Linked DNA regions of Sus scrofa: all the other regions are linked to region 2. The links are chromatin contacts, called in public HiChIP or PLAC-seq maps. All regions are on one chromosome and are shown on one strand. The core of a region is the stretch at or near the end of the contact, and the rest is flanking DNA. Distances in the headings are between cores, read along the strand shown.

Evidence for each region. HiChIP or PLAC-seq counts read pairs in DNA pulled down with a chosen protein or histone mark.
Region 1: an H3K27ac HiChIP or PLAC-seq map of alveolar macrophages shows a contact between it and region 2. The contact joins two enhancer-like sites. A contact is called at or near these places in 2 of 47 Hi-C or Micro-C datasets (embryonic fibroblasts and mesenchymal stem cells) and 1 of 2 datasets of contacts at active chromatin or transcription factors (alveolar macrophages).
Region 3: a contact with region 2 is called in an H3K27ac HiChIP or PLAC-seq map of alveolar macrophages. The contact joins two enhancer-like sites. A contact is called at or near these places in 1 of 47 Hi-C or Micro-C datasets (embryonic fibroblasts) and 1 of 2 datasets of contacts at active chromatin or transcription factors (alveolar macrophages).

The regions. Positions count from the first base shown.
Region 1 is chr9:66,956,087-66,960,475 of Sscrofa11.1, reverse strand. The region is part of intron 3 of SRGAP2 (SLIT-ROBO Rho GTPase-activating protein 2); the gene reads right to left. Among named protein-coding and RNA genes, the nearest start is that of FAM72A, 120 kb to the right of the region's middle. Within about 2 kb of position 1,330, at least 7 of the 83 cell types and tissues checked have an H3K27ac peak or open chromatin away from gene starts, as enhancers often do. A contact at or near this core is called in alveolar macrophages, where this site is marked.
Region 2 is chr9:66,814,094-66,818,185 of Sscrofa11.1, reverse strand. No RefSeq gene overlaps it. Among named protein-coding and RNA genes, the nearest start is that of SRGAP2, 22 kb to the left of the region's middle. Within about 2 kb of position 2,450, at least 3 of the 83 cell types and tissues checked have an H3K27ac peak or open chromatin away from gene starts, as enhancers often do. A contact at or near this core is called in alveolar macrophages and embryonic fibroblasts, where this site is marked.
Region 3 is chr9:67,016,735-67,021,105 of Sscrofa11.1, reverse strand. The region is part of intron 4 of SRGAP2 (SLIT-ROBO Rho GTPase-activating protein 2); the gene reads right to left. Among named protein-coding and RNA genes, the nearest start is that of IKBKE, 100 kb to the left of the region's middle. Within about 2 kb of position 2,800, at least 12 of the 83 cell types and tissues checked have an H3K27ac peak or open chromatin away from gene starts, as enhancers often do. A contact at or near this core is called in alveolar macrophages and embryonic fibroblasts, where this site is marked.

The DNA.
Region 1 (4,389 bases), core at 81-2,580, 140 kb before region 2:
GGGAACCTCCATATGCCGCGGGAGCGGCCCAAAAAATAGTAACAACAACAACAAAAAGACAAAAGACAAAAAGACAAAAAAAAAAAAAAAAAAAAAAATTTCACACAGCTAGTAGGTAGAAAATTCAGGATCACAAGCCCAGGAAATCTGGTTCCAGAACCTGTGATCTTGACAATCACCTTCTGCAGTGATGATAATTACATCAGCTACTATTTTTTTGAGCATCTAGTAAGTTACAGGCATTAGGCTGATGCTTTCTATGTATTATATCTCATCTTTAGAACAACTCTTCAAGGCAAGCGTGACTCTCCACATTTCACGGATGAGAAAACTGAAGTGAGACGAGGTTAAGAGACTTGGTCAAGGTCACACAGCTGTAAGTGGCAGATCCAAATGTGTCTGGAATAAAGCTCTCGGTTTTTTTCTGCTAAGCCACAAAGCCTTCCAAAGAGATTTCATATGAATTCTTTCTCTGTTCAAAAGACAGGCCACCCCTCTGTCTTGATGGTCCCCCAAACTGCCTTGTATCTCTTCTATCCACCCTCTTTCATCCATGTGAGGAGACTGCCCAACTCTTCCGAAAAGGACCCAACTGTCGGAGATCCCGTTGAGGCGCAGTGGTTAACGAATCCGACTAGGAACCATGAGGAACCAAGTCCCTGCCCTTGCTCAGTGGGTTAACGATCCAGCGTTGCCGTGAGCTGTGGTATAGGCTGGCAGCTGTAGCTCCAGTTCAACCCCTAGCCTGGGAACCTCCATATGCCGCGGGAGCGGCCCAATAAATAGCAAAAAAAAAAAAGGACCCAACTGTCACTTAAGGTTCTATATGGCCCAGGCCTGTGAAAAAGTCACCAACAGACCTTTTGTTAGTCTCTAAATAAAGTCAGCTTGAGTCACGGCAAAAGAAAGCCAAGCTTTGCTCAACACCAGATGCTAATTGTGGGCAAAACCTTCCTCAGAGGGACAGACAGCTCCCAAATGTGTCCCAAATGAATGAGTGACACACTGGTCCCAGGAAGTAAGGGGTTCTACCTTCTGGCAGTTTCATGCTTCCTCCTGCTTCCTCCCCCAAATCACCCCATACTCAAAGGGGAACTTTCTGGTTCTCCACCCCTTCCTGATTGGCAGTCACGGCTATAACATTCTCCCTGGCCAGCTAACTTTGTTTTTCAAACTAATGCTACCCTAGGAGGCTGATGAACAACTTTGAACTCACTTCCAGAGGAGAAATCCATCCGCAAGAGGTGATGTAACTGCAGAGACTGTGCACGTTCAAATACTGGGCCCAAGGCCAAGAACGTGGACACTACACGGATTTCTCTTTAATTAACTGTGTACCTAACCTCCCCTGGAAAGGAGTATTGCAGGTTGAACATCTACCAGATTCCTGAGATACCTAAGCCCTACTCCCTCACATCCCTTCCAATAGTTACACTCTTCAGAACCAGCCAGATAAGCAGATTCACATTCTGTGTGCATTTCCTTAATAAACTACTTATTCAAGGTGAGCAAGAATAGGATATTGTCTCGTTCCCATCCCCAGGACCTAGCTCAATGCCGGTACAGAATTAGGTCCCCCAAGTGTGTCCTGAATGAATGAACAAATAAATATATCTTTCAAATTCCTTTTCACTCTCTGCAATCTGAGGACCACAGATACAATGAATACTTCCCTTTTATAATGCCTAAACCCTTACTGTGGGAAATCCATTATTTCCACAGCCTCAACCATCGTCTCTCTATGAATATGCCCAAATCTCCATCACCTCAACAATCCACACGTTTGTCCTGAATACAGTCCTTCATTTTCCATCAGTTACAGAAATATCAGCTTCCATCTCCTTCCAATATCGTTTTTTTTTTTTTTGTTTTTTTTTTTTTTGGTCTTTTTAGAGCTGCACCCGCAGCATACGGAGATTGCCAGGCTAGGGATCATCGGAGCTGTTGCCACTGGCTTACGCCACAGCAATACCAGATCCGAGCCACATCTGCGACCTACACCACAGCTCACGGCAATGCTAGATCCTTAACCCACTGAGCGAGGCCAGGGATCGAACCCGCCACCTCATGCTTCCTAGTCGGATTCCTTTCCGCTGCGCCACGACAGGAACTCCTCCTTCCAATATCTTAAACTCAACCTCCAAAACCCAGATTTCTCATATTCCAGCCCTTCAAAACCAGCTCCTTCGCCTAACTTTGGTATTTCTATTAAAGGCCCCATTAATCTACCAATCACCCAAGTCCAAAAGAAACTTCGCAGCCCTCTTTCTTTTGTGCCTCCAAGGTTACTTGAAACCCAAATCCCATCAGTGAGCAATTCCCGCAGACTCTTCCTGCACCAGGTGTTTTCCATTTGTCTCTAGACTGTAAGCTCCAAGAGCACAGGGAACAGATCTGTCTGCTGGGCATGTGTCTGGCACATGGTACGAGCACAATACATACTTGCTAAATGGACTGAAGGATCAATTTCTATTCTTTTCGTTCCCACCCTCCCAGCCTAATTTAGATCCTTCCTACCTCCTGTGACAACTGGTTTCACTGTCTCAAGTTCTTCACCATGGAGCAAACCACCACCATTAAGGTTAATCTTCCTTAAGCAGAGTTCACACCTTAGCTTGGACCCTAGCAGCTTCCAGTGTCCACGGCATAGACCCAAATCTTAGTCAAGAGTCAACGTTTGCCACGATACGGTCTTCACTACTTTTGTCTAGTCTCTCCATATATACACATAACCCCAACCAAGCCAGTCGCCTAACTGTACCCCAAAAGTGCTTTGTACTTTCCTCCTGACTATAATATCTTCCCCTTTCCGCTCTCTCCATTTATCAAAAATCAATTTGTAATCAAGGACTGGTTCACATCCCGTTTCCTCCCTGAAAGCTTCCTGACTCATCAACTGCGCATCCCGCTTTCTGTAGTACATACTTGGTACTGACCCCATCTTGCCTTATACTGAAGATTTGTGTTATTATGTCAGGCATGATTTATCCCTGATTGGATTATAAACTCATGCAGGAAAGATACATGACGTCTTATTCTTTGCATCTCTCTCCTCTAAGAGTCTAGAGGAAGACCTTGAAAATGTTCAACCAGGAGTTCCCATCGTGGTGCAGTGGTTAACAAATCTGACTAGGAACCATGAGGTTGCAGGTTTGATCACTGGCTTTGCTCAGTGGATTAAGGATCCGGCGTGGCCGTGAGCTGTGGTGTAGGTCGAAGACGCAGCTCGGATCCAATGCTGCTGTGGCTCTGGCGTAGGCCGGCAGCTATAGCTCCGATTAGACCCCTAGCCTGGGAACCACATGCCATGGGAGTGGCCCTAGAAAAGGCAAAAGGACAAAATAAATAAATAAATAAATAAAAATGTTCAACCAGGAATTCCCATTGTGGCGTAGCAGAAATAAATCCAACTAGTATCCATGAGGTTTTGGGTTTGATCTCTGGCCCTACTCAGTGGGTTAAGGAGCCAGTGTTGCTGTGAGCTGTGGTATAGGTTGCAGATGTGGCTTGGATCCTGCGTTGCTGTGGCTGTGGTGTAGGCTGGCAGCTGTAGCTCCAATTCGACCCCTAGCCTGGGAACCTCCATACACCTCGGGTATGGCCCTAAAAAGCAAAAATAAATAAATAAATTTTTAAAAAGCAAAAAAAAAAGTTCAACCAATATTTATTGTTGAGAAGGAAAAGCTGGAAGAAAGACAGAAAAGATGTTGGCCATGGGTTATAAAGTAGCATAAGGTCTCTGTAAGGGACACAGTGGGATAGAAATGAGAGCGTATTCCTCTAAAAACTTAACAGGAAAAAAAAAAAAAAAGCCTACCTCAAAATAAAAGAAAGAACTAAGTTATTCAAAGCAGGAGATCAAAACCAAATGAGCTATGACTGAAAGGTAATTTACAGCAAGTCTATGAAAAAAAAAGAAAAAGAAAAAAAGAAAAAACAGCCAACGCATTATCAATTAGAGTCCTGCTGGGCAATATTAACACAGATTCCACTTAAAAGAGACAATCAAAGGCTTAGCGACAAATAGGAATACATTCAGACTCTTCAAGGAGCCAAAGAAAATGCAAGAGCATCTTCCCTCGGAAGATTTCCTACCCTCACATAATATTATATCTCTGCTCTTCATCAAACCAGGCAGATAGAATTTCAGACATTAATAGGGCCCTCCCACAATTCAAAGGGACAGAGGAAGCCCTATTACCCATCTTAAAACAAAGCAGAATACGATAGATACAAATAATTGCTAGAGTTCTACCTGTAGGGGGAAGAGAAGGGGGAGTGGATACCCAGGATGAGACTCTGCAATGGAGTCAGAGTTGGGTGAGCTTTATGAGGGTGTCTGCACTGAGACAGTGTGGGAGAGGACACAAGGTGAGCAGGAGAAAAGCA
Region 2 (4,092 bases), core at 1,201-3,700:
GGCATTGTTTTAAAAAAAAAAAATGTTTTTTGGGGAAAAATATTCTCAGAGACTGGAACATTGCCTTGTCTTATCAAAATTGCTCTATAGCCTTGTTCATAAATACGTTCAACCATTGAGCTACAGATGGAATTCGGTCGAAGACATACTGAGCTAATTTCCTCTGCATGATGTTACCCAGAGAAATCAAGCTGTCAGCATTCTGAAGAACAAGCCCTCAAAGAGAGATGGTAGCCAAAGACATGGGAAGCAGGAAAGACTGAAGATTCTACCCTTCCCAAATTTCATTCCACCCTCCCAAATTCATCTTTTTTTTTTTTTTTTTTTTGCGCCCATGGCATGCGGAAATTCCCAGGCCAGGGATCAAATCTGAGATCTGAGTCACAGCAGTGACAATGCCAAATCCCTAATGGCTAGGCCACTAGGGAGCTCCCAAATTCATCTTTTTTTTTTTTTTTTTAGGGCCACACCTGTGGCATATGGAGGGTCCCAGGCTAGGGGGTGATGTGGAGCTACAGCTGCTGGCCTACACCACAGTTACAGCAATGCCAGATCCAAGCTGCCTCTGCGACCCACACCAGAGCTCACGGCAACGCCGGATCCATAACCCACCGAGCAAGGCCAGGGATAGAACCTGCGTCCTCATGGATGCGAGTCAGATTCGTTAACCGCTGAGCCATGACGGGAATTCCCCTTGGAGTCATTCTTGATTCCATCCTTCACATCTTCTGCACTTTCTCTCCTACTCCCTTCCAATCCATCAGAGAGCTGGAGCTCTTTCAAATACACCCCACATCTTCCTCTACTCCAGGGCCTACTGCAGCAGTCTGCTATTTGGTCTCTGGTTGCTTTCTGTATCAGTGAGAGTTCAGTTGCAGATAACAGGCTGGCAGCTACACCTCCAATTCAACCCCCAGCCTGGGAACCTCCATAAGGGTGCTGCCATAAAAAGACCCCCCCCCCAAAAAAAGAATAGATCTAACTCCAGAGTTCCCATTGTGGCTCAACGGTAATGAACCTGACTAGCATCCAGGAGGACTCGGGTTTGATTCCTGGCCTCCCTCATTGGGTTAAGGATCTGGTGTTGCTGTGAGCTGTGGTATAGGTCACAGATGCAGCTCTGATTCAACCCTTTGTCTGGGAACTTCTATGTGCTTCGGGTGCGGCCGTAAACAAACAAACAAATCTAAGTACCCATTTATGGGTCTTTGAGTTCAAGAATACTTCTTTTTCCCTCCCCACTTCCTCTTACAGACCGTACATGAAAGACTTGTGAGATGCTGAAAGTTGGGCCTTCTCTCTTTTCTGGTTGCTGTCTATAGGATGAGTGAACACTATGAACCCCACCAGGAAAAGGAGGGAGGGTATAGCATCGCTGTTCCAAGAGAAGTATATTCTCCTTTAAATATCCAATTTGATGCCTGATGATAACACTTTATGAAGAAAAACCAAAGGCAAAATCAATATTTATTTGTCCCCTAGTTACAAGGGGTATATGTTCTTCCAGATCTCAGGGAAAGAAGAGCCGTCATACCCTTCCCCATGTTTCATGGAAGGTTTGGAGAAGAGTAAATGAAAAGCAAATGCTTAGCAGCCTGCCGCAGCTTTTTCTCTCCTGTCTGTCAAAAAATTAATGCTGATCAGGCCTCTGTAAAGGGAAAATACCCATCGCTGTTTATACCGTCGTTAATTTGAGACTGAATTCTTACTGACAGTGAACTTGTGTTTCTCAAATATAAAAATGTGAATGTATTTCCATTTAGCCCTTGTCTAGGACTGTGAATCAAATGTTGGTGGTGAAATGAAATGGACATATTCACCCTTTTGCAGTTCAGTGGTTGCAAGGAGGCCTAAAGCTGCAGAAGCCATGTGCTGGGAGAATGATTGCATTGATTAAATGCCAATTACTCCTGGACTCTTTTCAAAGGCTTCTGCTGTAGAGTTGAAACTGGGCTTTCTGTCTCATATTAGATTGGATCTCTATAATCCTAGGTGATGGCTGGTTTGGGAGCTCCAGCAATTACTTATGTCAGGTACTTTAATCAATAGCGTGCTTACTATTAGAACAAGTCTCCACACCCACTATGAAGCATTACTCAGGCTCTGTTTCCCCAGCCCCCACCCCAGGCACATGAACCTGAACTGCTTCTTTTTTTTTCTTTTCTGCTTTGTAGGGCCACACCTGCAGCATATGGAAGTTCCCAGGCTAGGGGTCAAATTGGAGCTGCAGCTGTTGGCCTGCAACACAGCCACGGCAACAGCAAATCCAAGCTGCACCTGCAACCTACACAACAGCAGCTCACAGCAACGCCAGATCTTTAACCCACCGATTGAGGCCAGGAATCGAACCTGGATCCTCATGGATACTAGTGGGGTTCATAACCTGCTAAGCCATAATGGGAACTCCCATGACCCTAGCTTCTGACCCACAGATGATGAAGTCACGCTGGTGAATCATCCTCAGCGGATGGGGGCAGCCCTCCATCCCCCAGGCAGACCTTTACCCCAAACAAGGGCCTGTCTGGAGAGATGATGGATCCTATCAGCCCAGCCATACCTGTCTCACTGTTCCACTGGGTATCAATCTTCTGGCTGGCAGCCTGCTGGCAATTAATTCTCCTATTAACAGGTGCTTCCAGCAGCAAATACTTAGAAAGGGCCTATGCTTGCATGTGGTCCCAAGGAAATTCTTTCCGACAAAGTTTTGGATCTAAGCATCACCATAGACTGATTTTGCCACCATCTCTGAACTATCCAGCAGACTATGAGAAGAAAGGACGGAAGGCTGAGCTAAAAGGGTGACTGAGTCACCAACTGGCTGAGCGACCTTAGACATCTTATTTCAAAACAGGGGGGTTGAGCAATTGGTCTTCTGAGATCCTTTCCAAGTCTAGCAGCCTATGGATTAATTTCATTTGTGCGGAGAGATTCTTATTCATTTGTCAGAGGCAATGGTATTAGTTTGCTAGGTCTGCTCTAACAAAGCACCACATCTGGGTGGCTTAAACAACATATGCTTATTATCTCACAGTTTGGGAGGCTAGAAGCCCAAAATCAGGATGTTGGGAGGGTTGGTTCTTTCTGAGGGCTGTGAGAGAAAGATCAGCTTGCACAGGGATGTCTAGTCAATATTCTGTGAGAGCCTATATGGGAAAAGAATCTGAAAAAGATTGGATGTGTGTATATGCATAACTGAATCACTCTGCTGTACAGCAGAAATTATCACAACATTGTAAATCAACTCTGCTTCACTGATGTTTTTTAAAATGAAAAAAAGAAAAAAAAGAGGAGGATCAGTTTCAGGCCTCTGTATAGCTGTCTTCCATCTTCACGGGTGTTCTTCCTTTCTCTCTGTCTGTCTCCAAATTCCCCCCCCCCCCTTTTTTGTCTTTTTGCCATTTCTTGGGCCGCTCCCGCGGCATATGGAGGTTCCCAGGCTAGGGGGTCTAATCAGAGCTGTAGCCGCCGGCCTACACCAGAGCCACAGCAACTCGGAATCCGAGCCGCGTCTGCGACCTACACCACAGCTCACGGCAACGCCGGATCCTTAACCCACTGAGCAAGGGCAGGGACCGAACTCGCAACCTCATGGTTCCTAGTCGGATTCGTTAACCACTGTGCCACGACGGGAACTCCCAAATTTCCCCTTTTTATAAGGACACCAGTTGTACTGGATGAGGGCCTACCCTGATGGTCTCTTTTTAATTTGATTACCTCTGTGAAGACCCTTTCTCCAAATCAGTTCACATTCTGAGGTACTGGGGGTTAAATAAATAAATAAATAAATATTTGGGAAGATGCAATCCAACCCATAACGGCAATTAAATATCAATGATTGGTAAGGAATAAAGAATAAGTGTTTGACTGATGCTAAGGCTGATGACCAACGGGGGCACAATCGGCTAGCAAATAAGTATAGACTGTTGAATTTATTTTATACACTGCATTGGCTTAAATCCACAAGGACTACTAACCTTTATCTCCATGTACGGATTCGGGGTAAGAATTGGCTGTGAATCCCTTTGTCCCTGAAATTCTTAGCTTTGCTGTACTTTCTAATGTTTTCCTCTGTTTTTATAATTGAAGATGAGA
Region 3 (4,371 bases), core at 1,551-4,050, 200 kb before region 2:
GCGACCAGAGTCACATTTTAAAAGAAAATATCAGAAACCTGACACAGTCTGAGACCCAATACCTGTCCCAGAATTTGTCTTTTGAAACACAATTGGTTTCTTCATTAGATTCCAGTTTAATTATCTAAAGAACTGAATCTTAAAAAAAGTACCAAAGCTAAAATAATGAAAGAGACAGGTTACAACTTTTAAGGCATCTTTCTATCTTCCAGGGTGCCCAGTCCACTGCTTTGTACACAGCAGGTGTAAGATAATCAGTTGTCAAATCAATTAGATAAATTATTATTATTATTTTGCTTTTTAGGGCTGCAGCTGTGGCATATGGAGGTTCCCAGGTTAGGGGTCTAATCAAAGCTACAGCTGCCAGCCTGCACCAAAGCCACAGCAATGCCAGATCCTTAACCCGCTGAGCCGAGGCCAGGGATCAGACCTGAAACCTCAGGTTCCTAGTCGGATTCGCTTCTCTGTGCCACAACAGGAACTCCCAATTAGATACATTTTTAGGCTGAAACATTATGCTTTCACATAATCACAAGAATAAAATAATATAGCTGCATTTAATTCATAGACGTAATTGAAAGTGGAAACTCCATCAGAAGATAACCATATAAACTCCCTCAGGTTATAGTTCACAGATGAGCCCCAAAAGTTGAAATGACTTTTCCAGGGTCACATAACTGTACTCAGAGGGGTGAAACACACAGGCTCCAGAGTAGGATTTGAATCCCGTTTCCACTTCCCAATTGTGTGACCTTGGGTAAAATCTCTAACCATTCTATGCTTCAGTTTCCACGTCTGTAAAAGAGGACAATAAATTGATAATCCATGTAAAGTGCTTAAGACTGAATCTAGCACTTGGTATGCTCAATAAATGTTAGCTATTATTAATACTAGGGTCCAGGTCTCTCAATACCCACTGGATGCTCTACCACACTGGGCTGCCTCTGTAGGTACCCTCGAAACATGAAATGATCATGATATGTGGAATTGGTAGAGCCCCCAGAAGTTAATCCCCAGGCAGGATTGCAGCTAACTCCCTCCAAGGAAGGGGCTCGCTCAACCGCAGGGAAGAAGAATCTTTGGCTCTCCTAACGCTCTTGCTGCACCATCTAGTCCCCTCCCCAGTTTCAGTAAAGACCAAAGTAAAAATGACTCTGTAAGATATATGCAGATTTCCTACGGGGTGTTTAGCCACAAGGAGGAAACTGGAGGAGGTATGTTGAGCAAAATAAAAAAGGACAGAATTCCTTTCTAGCTCTCTGGGTAGTTTCAACAGAAACGATCCTTCTCAGATGCACAACCAGGACATGGTTCAATTGGGGTCATAAATTAAATGTCCAAAGGTAGGTGCTCCCAACTGCTTAGGTCAGAGAAGACAAAAAAATGTCCAGGACTAAGTTCTGATTTAATGAAATCCAAGAGCTTTCTCCTCTAGGGCATGTGTTTGTGAAAGCCATTTCCTTAAGGCTTTCCCAGAAGTTCTGGAATGCATGAGTAGTCAGACTTCATCACCCACCAGTACTGCTAAGTGAGCCCTGGGAGAAAATCCATTCTTTGCCATGACAGTGAACTCTGTGGATTGAACATCGACCTCCCGCGGCCGCTTACTATGCTGTTCCAACTGACCAGAGCCTCTTGTCAGGGAAACCTATGATTAGGACAAGACTGAGTCCCACTGGACTGGGGCAGGGGTGGGGTGGGAGTGAGGGAGTAGGACAAGGTTGAAGGCCCTCTGCTCTCCCAAAACCTTAGATGGCACAGTCTAAAACACGGTCCTCTAACCATCTGAATGTCCCTCCATGGCTGTTTCAATCTTTTGGATGGCCTATTCTAATGCTAAGAAAATAAGCTGAAAGCAACGTCCCTACAAGGAAAGAGACAATCAAGTCTGAGGCTTCATTTCTTAAACCATCACTGTGATCCTTCTCTTGGCAAATTTCCATCTTTAGCTCTTGGGGATAATGATTTCAGTGGGAGTGTAATATTGTCTTTAGGCCCTGATCTCCAGTGCCCAAGGACTTCGTGAGGTCATATTGAGGATGAGTGATCACCCCGTGTCTCAGGCAGGACACTAAAGTCATAAAACAGTGTCTTGATGACCATGGCTCCTTGGGTAGACTGGGACACAGGACAAAAGACACAAACGCAAACAGGCAATCTGAAAGCACAAATCTCTCAGCAGCTCTAAAATGAACTCTGGAAGAAAAACAGTCAATGGGGAGTTCCCGGCGTGATGCAGAGGAAACAGGTTCGACTAAGAACCATGAGATTGCAGGTTTGATCCCTGGTCTTGCTCAGTGGGTGAAGGATCCGGTGTTGCTGTGAACTATGGTGCAGGTTGCAGATGTGGCTAGGATCTGGCATTGCTGTGGCTCTGGCGTAGGCTGGCAGCTGTAGCTCCGATTGGACCCCAAGCCTGGGAACCTCCATATGCCTTGGGTGTGGCCCTAAAAAGACAAAAGACAAAAACAAAACAAACAAAAAAACCCCCAAAAAACAACAGCCTATCCATGGCTTGCAACTGGGCAAGAAGGGGGAAATAAAAAAGCCAGAATGATAGGATGTGTATAAGCATATGCCCGCCTACAATAAGGAATTCCCAGGGGATGGGGGATGGGAAGAATACCCCTGCGGCTCCCAGATGACTGGGAGAAGGCTGGAAGAACAAGAGTTAATAAAGTCCATCTGAACGTTGGCAGCGTGAACAGGGAAAGGAGCCACGCAGCCTGGTAGGAAGTAAGTCAGTCAGCAGCACCCATACAGGAAATGCCTGGGGCACTGGGAAAATCGCTGATTAGATACTTTAGGAAAGAGGAACCCAGCAGCAAAGTCAGTTCATAGACTGAGTTGTAGTACTTTTGGAGTTCCCTTAGACTCTCACTGTCCAGAAAGCAAAGGAGGCTCCAGGGGATTCCACTGGGGAAAATGGGGTTTCCTGACACTCCAGGTGCCACAGTTGGACCCAGAGAAGCATAAAGCCAACTCTGGGAGACAAGCAGAGCAGTGCACTCCCCAGGGGCTGGGGTGGTGCTCTGAGCCTGGACTGTTTCCTTGGTGACAGTGGTCTGTACCCTCTTGTCTTTGTCACGCTATGTCATGTGCATAGTCACTCCCAGCAGTCTACATACAACTAAGAAAATCTACATCCGTGGGGGAAGGTACCGTGGTCTCCCTTGCCAGTACCTCATCCCAAGTGAAAAATCCCTGAATTGTGAGAAGGAGGATGTCTTGAGTTTGGACCTGACTCCAGCTCTGTTTTCTCACCTAACTGCTTCAAATACTTCCTCTTTAATTCAAGCTTTATAAATTTTCCTGGTACACCACAAAGAACTTCTATCTGCTTACAACTGTTAGGCATAGCGCCGTGTAGGCTGGGTTTGTTCACTGTTTTTCATATCTCCTAAATCTTTACTCATTTTTTGTGTGTTTGTTTTTGTCTAGTTGTGTGATCATTCACTAAGACAGGTGTATTAGATCTCTCACTGGGGTTGATGATCAATTTTCCTTTAAACTCTGTTCATTTTTTGATTTATAGGCTTTAAGGCTGCATTTAAGTATATACTTCTTCCTGGTAACTTAAATCTTTAATTATTATGAAATGTCCTTCTTAATCTCTAATAATACTTTTTGTATTAAAATCTATCTGGTCTGATTTTATCAGAACTATCGTTTCCTATCATTTTGCTTTAACTCTTTCTTTTCTTTTTTTTTTTCTGCTTTTTAGGGCCACACCCATGGCATATGGAGGTTCCCAGGCTAGGAGTCGAATTGGAGCTACAGCTGCGGCCTACGCTACAGCCATGGCGACACAGGATCTGAGCCACGTCTGCAACCTACTCTACACTCATGGCAATGCCAGATCCTTAACCCACTGAGCGAGGGCAGGGATCGAACCTGCAACCTAAGGTTCCTAGTCAGATTCGTTGCCACTGAGCCACATCAGGAACTCCTTTTTTTTTTTTTTTTTAACTCTTTCTATATCTTTATATTATGGTACTACTTTTATAAGCAATGTAAGCTTCAGTTTTGTTTATTTAGAATCTGTTTTTTAATTTTGCATTAGTCTGTTTGTGCTTATTGTAATTACCTATACATCTAGGTTTAAATCCACTTAATAGTTTATGATATTTGTTCTTCTTATCTCTACAGTCCCTTTTCTCTCATTTTTTTACCTTCTTTTTTCCCTTCCACTTAAAAAAAATTCAGTGAAAGTCACTCTTTTTGGTTTATTCTACGTGTTTTGACCAATGTACCCAAGTGTGTAACCAGCACCACAATTAAGACATAGACATCATTCACTTCACTCAGGCTGCCCCTTTGTAGCTGAACTCTCCTCCACCCATAACCCCTGAAAGCCAATGCTGTGCCCTA